Regions from separate parts of the Zea mays genome. Here region 2 is linked to region 1. A link is a contact called in public Hi-C data. All regions are on one chromosome and are shown on one strand. The core of a region is the stretch at or near the end of the contact, and the rest is flanking DNA. Distances in the headings are between cores, read along the strand shown. Region 1 holds the start of LOC107403147 (Bax inhibitor-1 family protein). Region 2 holds the start of LOC103654538.

Evidence for each region. A called contact is a pair of places that touch in the nucleus more often than the background predicts.
Region 2: a Hi-C map of endosperm shows a contact between it and region 1, with 4 times the contacts expected there. The contact joins the promoter of LOC103654538 here to the promoter of LOC107403147 in region 1. A contact is called at or near these places in 2 of 25 Hi-C or Micro-C datasets (bundle sheath and endosperm).

The regions. Positions count from the first base shown.
Region 1 is chr4:208,193,317-208,196,264 of Zm-B73-REFERENCE-NAM-5.0, reverse strand. LOC107403147 (Bax inhibitor-1 family protein) reads left to right here and starts at 1,673. Exons shown (of 4, transcript NM_001321409.1): 1 at 1,673-2,115; 2 at 2,191-2,304. The coding sequence starts at 1,812.
Region 2 is chr4:208,701,446-208,704,166 of Zm-B73-REFERENCE-NAM-5.0, reverse strand. It overlaps LOC103654538, which reads left to right and starts at 1,406. Exons shown (of 4, transcript XM_008681374.4): 1 at 1,406-2,035. The coding sequence starts at 1,510. It overlaps LOC103654539 (a long non-coding RNA gene), which reads right to left and starts at 531. Exons shown (of 2, transcript XR_002268880.2): 1 at 295-531; 2 at 1-208.

The sequences.
Region 1 (2,948 bases), core at 424-2,923:
ATTGGGATGTCAACTTCCGTCCGCCGCTACATGGCCAACGAAAATTAATGAGATGTTTGGTTTGATGAATCACTCTATCCAAAATGAAATGGTGCATCATGAATTCATTCCTCAAATTTGGTGGGATGACTCCATTCCACATATTAGTACTAAACAACTAACTATAAGGAATGAGTTGGTGATGGATTAACTCACTCAATTCCACAAACCAAACAAAAAAGTGAGGAGTGAGAAGATGATGAACTATATCATTTCTCAAACCAAACACTCCATAACTATTTCAGCCACCATCAATAATTACTTTTAATTTATTTTTCAACATAAATCATATAATATTCATTGATTCATAGCATAAAAAATGGTCACTATCATTTCATTCATAACTCATGCATCATCGATGTAGTTTAGATGTCCATTCATAAATATCCATCTGCACGTATCAAAATTGTCCTATCAAACATCACACATAGATATTCATAGTTCAAGTTAAAATACTAGCCGTACATGTTACGTAAAATCGAATGTCCAGTGTTCATCACTTGGGTGATTGGAGTTTTAGCCGCTACCTCCAGAAGGGTCACCAAAGATTGTATTTATAAATACAATTCTAGCATCTCTCGAGTCCGACTACATAGACCCAAAATATGCAATCAGCAACAATTACACGTTGATATGGTAACTATGAGGCCCTTATGCCATCAATCCCCGTGTGAAATATACATATAAGGTCAAATGAGATAACTTAAAGTTTAGATGCAGCGTACAATATTTGCCTAGTTTAAGAAAGTTTGGCTAGAATATATCTAGTAGGAGGACAAATGTAAAAACTTAGTTATAATTGTTCAAAATTAAAACAATGATCTATGTTTTGCTAGACTTTATGAATATGTTTGACTAGTTTGAGTATGTTTTACTAGAATCACTATAATTATAATGTGTGGCTTACTTGAACTCCATAAGGTCTCGACGGATGGCCTCCCCCATTTTGATACCAGTGGGGGCTAAAATTGGGGAAGTTATTGTTCATCACCTGTTGTTGTAATGTTGCTTACGTGTGCAATACTTGAACTCAGTACTCTTAACTACTTAAAATGGCAACAATTGAAAACTCATTACCTAGATCGTGGCTTGCTATTGTGATATGATTGAAGCACAATATTGTTGTTGTATCCAAATACAGATCCGAATTTGGCAACAGATACGGATATACCTATTTCAGTATCCATATTAGTACGGATATCTATATTTATATATTCAACGAATACGAATATGGATAATTTAAATGTCCAGACATCCATTTCCACTCTTATACCCATACCTATATCCATAGGTGCCTATTGTTGGTAAATGCGAGGACTGCAACTAAATAAATTTGCGTTCGATATGGATAGCATTTTTTTTCCCTACAAACGGTACGGTGTGGTCAGACCAGGCCGGCATGGGCTTTATGACCAATGGACCGGGCCGTGGCCGGCCAAAACCGGCGGTTTGCACATCTATAGACCGCGACGCGCTCGTGAACAGATCCGTCCACCCATAGACACGCGTCGCGTCGGCTTGTCCGCGAGAGAGGGGGCCCCGCCTCCGCCGCGGAAACTGGAAACCCCCGACCCGTCCGATGCCCCTGGCTTTTAAGCGCCGCTTTCGCATCTTTCCCCCACTGGCTTCCTCTGCCGCTCGCAGTCTCGCTCCACAACCACAACTATCCATCCACTACCGGCTCCCTCCCTCCTCCTGAAAACCCCGACCGCGGGCGAACCAAACCCTAGCGAGCGAGGCGATCAGCGTCCGGCGACCGGCGACAGAGCGCAATGGAGACGCGCCCGGCGCCTTGCGACCTCGAGGCGGCCGTGCCCGCGGGCTCCGGGGCTGCAACGGCGGCGGCGGCGCAGCAGGAGGCACCCGCGGCGAAGAAAGTGGCGGAGGAGGAGGATCCGCGCCTGCGCTGGGCCTTCGTGCGGAAGGTGTACGCCATTCTCTCCCTCCAGTTCGCGCTCACCGCGGCCGTCGCGGCCACCGCGTGCCTCGTCCGCCCGATCCCGCGCTTCTTCGCCTCCGGCCCCCCCGCCGCCGTCTGGTCCACGTACATCGCGATCCTCCTGTCCCCGCTCATCGGTGCGCGTCTCACCTTCCGTTCCTTCCCTTCCTAGGTTTTGGAATGGACCACCGATCGCGGTTTTGTTTGTGCAGTCATGTTCCCCATGCTCAAGTACAGGGAGAAGCACCCCAGGAACCTCGTCCTGCTCGCCGTATTCACTCTCTGCTGCAGTCTCAGCATCGCCGTCTCCGCCTCCACCACCCTCGGTATGGACAATCGATTCCTCTTCATCTCCCTCTCGTTGCGTCGTCTCCTGTTGCGATGTGGATCGTCGATGCGAATGGAATGCGGTGTGTGGTGTAATTCTGGTGGTTTTTGTGACCTACGAGTCATCTGCTTTCCGATCTAGTATTTATTAGTATGGGTGAATTGTCATGGATTTGTGATACTCCACTGTTCTGGGGAATGCATATGTTTGTCAGATTGTTAAATTAACTCTGCTTCCTGTGAGAATTCAGGATATGTTTTTCATGTCATGGACTCATGGCCCATGGGCTCTGAAAACTTATGTTAGAATTTGCCCCGGTTTCTAATTGCAGGCAGTGAGTGGTATGGGTGGGTGGTTGCTTTCAAATTGCCTGATGCACAATCCCTGCATGAGGGGGCCTCCTTTTGTCTGTGCAAACAGTTTTCTGTTTTATCAATGTTTTCCATTTTTAACTGCCACGTACTGTTGTTTACATACAGAGTCAATATGTTTAGTTGTACGTGTCCTGTATTGAGCCGTTTAGCATTTCTTGATTTATTTATTGTGGCAGCATGTGGATGAGCCAACTGCTTTCTATTGTTTAAGACCTGTCTGTACCTATCACTCTGCATGTGTCTCCATGCATTTCAGTTGGGATTTGGT
Region 2 (2,721 bases), core at 157-2,656, 510 kb before region 1:
TAAAACTCTAAATTGAAACACTAATTTATCCAAGCCTGTTTAATTTACCAGAGAAGACTCGGCGCTGGGCGGTGGCTCGGCTGCTTGGTGGTGCCCTGTGCTCGGCGGTCGCTCGGCTGCTCGGTGACTTGCTGCTCGCTGCTCGCTGCACCGTATTCTAAGGACGTCTGGTGGATGCTGGAAGCCGGAGCCCAGATGGCCTGCAGCCCTACACGAGCACGGCTGGAGCTTCAAGCTTGGCGGCTAGGGTTACAAACTTGGAGACAAGATAGATTGAGAGAGAAACCGACTGACCGCGCGAGACTCAGAGGGCGAGAGGTATAGAGTCGTACGTAGGTTGTTCGCTTGGAGCTGGCCTGGGTCCTGGGCCGCTTGGCGGCCTTGCTAGTTGCTGCTGATGCGTTGACGGCTGACCTCGCGAAGTAGTGATTCAGTGAACAAGTACAAGCCCCAAGGAGGCTGGACGCTGGCCGTTGGGATCTAGGATGCGTCCACTGTTTGGGTCCACATGTCATATGTCCATCGGGTGACGGATATGGATAGCCGATATCCATACCCGCGAAATTATTACCCGTGGATATCATATAGTATCCATACCCGTACCCACGGATATGAAACTCCACCATATCCGTACCCAACGGTTACCCATATCCGTACCCACTGCCATCCCTAGCAATGACCATCTTTACAAGTTTAGAGATGTCTCGTACATCACTTAACAAGTTCAAGGATCTAGACATGCATTTTCAAAGTTTGTGGACTTAAGTAACATCTTTTAACAAGTTTAGGGCACGAATGCATTTAACTTTTGTTAAAAATTGTTATTTTGGACTTTTCTAGGGCGACAAAAAGTAAAATACATCAACAGGGTCCTTGAATTTGGCATGTTGGGTCACTTGGATTATCAAACTTCAAAAACCAGCAAAACAATCCTCAAGCTTGGTTAATCATAATGAAAATTCGGGACCCTGGTGATACAAAATGTCTAGTTTAAGCATCGAGTGATACAACATTGCTAAATCCGGGGACCCAAATGACTTTAATGTGGCACATCACGCTATCATCTGGTTTGAATAAATTTAATTTGAATGGCTAGCTAAGTCCAAATACCGGTTTTATTGGTTTTGAGAGTTTGAGGATCTAAGTGATATAGTATACCAAGTTTAAGGATAAATATGCATTTTAGTCGGTGACAAATGCTGAAAAATCATCCGGTCCAAGGAAATTGGTGGTCTAGCATCTAGTAGTGGTCCAAAAGCAACTTCACCTTTACAACACGTGGGACGCCGAGACACGAACCACAATCTCCTCCACTTGCTCGCTTCCACGTCAGCAGTCAATGGACCCACACGGCCGGCCACACCCGTCCCTTTTCCAGTTTTCCCCTCCACCACACGTCCACAGTCCACACTCTTCTTCTTCCTCTGATCCTCTCGGCCTCCACACCCCCGCACACTCCCCGTGACCCCGACCCGTCCGGATAGACAGGAGCGGAGAGCCCGAGGTACAATGGCGGCCTCCAACGCTGCATCCGTCTCCTCGGCCGCGCCCCGCCTGCTCCTGCTCCGCCGCCGCGGAGGAGCCAGCGGCAGCGCGCAGCACCGCAATGCGCGCTTCCGCGCCGCCGCCGGCGGCGGGTCGTACCTGGACATGTGGAAGAAGGCGGTGGAACGGGAGCGGCGGTCGGCGGATCTCGCGCGCAGGCTCCAGGCGCCCCCCGCCGAGGCAGACGCGCCCGCGCCCGCACCGCCCGTGGAGGACGTGCGGCGCCGGACGGCGCGGTTCGAGGAGATGCTGCGGGTTCCGCGGGAGGAGCGCGACCGCGTGCAGCGCAACCAGGTCATCGACCGCGCCGCGGCCGCCCTCGCCGCCGCCCGCGCCGTGCTCAAGGAGCCGCCTGCCTTCTCGCCGCCCCCGACGCCGCCGCAGGTGGCGGAGACGGGCAAGGTGGGATCGGCCGGGGGCGGTGCTGCTAGGGGATCAGATCGGAATTCCCGGTCGGCGGCACGGGCACAGCTGTCGCCCTCGGCGGAAGGTATTGGTTTACACTGGGTGCACGTGAGATTGTTTCTAATCAGAAAGGTATGAGTGGATAAACAATAAAAAGATCATGAATTTCTTAGGGAGTTATATTGAGGGATGTGTTGCATTGGGTAACAAAGGATCAAGCCATGAAGCCTTAAAAGAAGATTTGGAAATTCGAATAGGCAAAATGTGTTGGATAACCGAAGGATCTTGATGATTGTCGGTTTGCCATGTGTGTGAATGAATAGAAACCCTTTCTTTCAGTTACCTCTAAGCAAATCAACTTTTTAGGAGACATGGATACTCTTTATTTTTTCATCACTAGTGAGGCAATTTCGACATCAAATATGATTTTTCTTCAGTGAAATGCTTAATTCTTTATTTGTCTCATTATCTGTGGCCTGCTGCCATGGAAACATGGTTAGAAGTAGTGCCAACTAACCAGACCAGGACAGTGCTTGGTAATCCTCTATATATAGAAATCGAGATTATTCATGATAATTTTAGGCGCCATTTGGATACCAAGTGATTTTGAGAATCCGGATAAAAAGAATCCCAACAGTTTTATTGGATTTCGAGATCCTAAAAATCCGCTAGTTAAAATCCATGTAAAATCTAGACCGTTCGGATGAGAATTTAGGATTGTGATATTTTTTTCTATCTGGATTCTTAAAATCTGGAGGATCCACGGGCCCA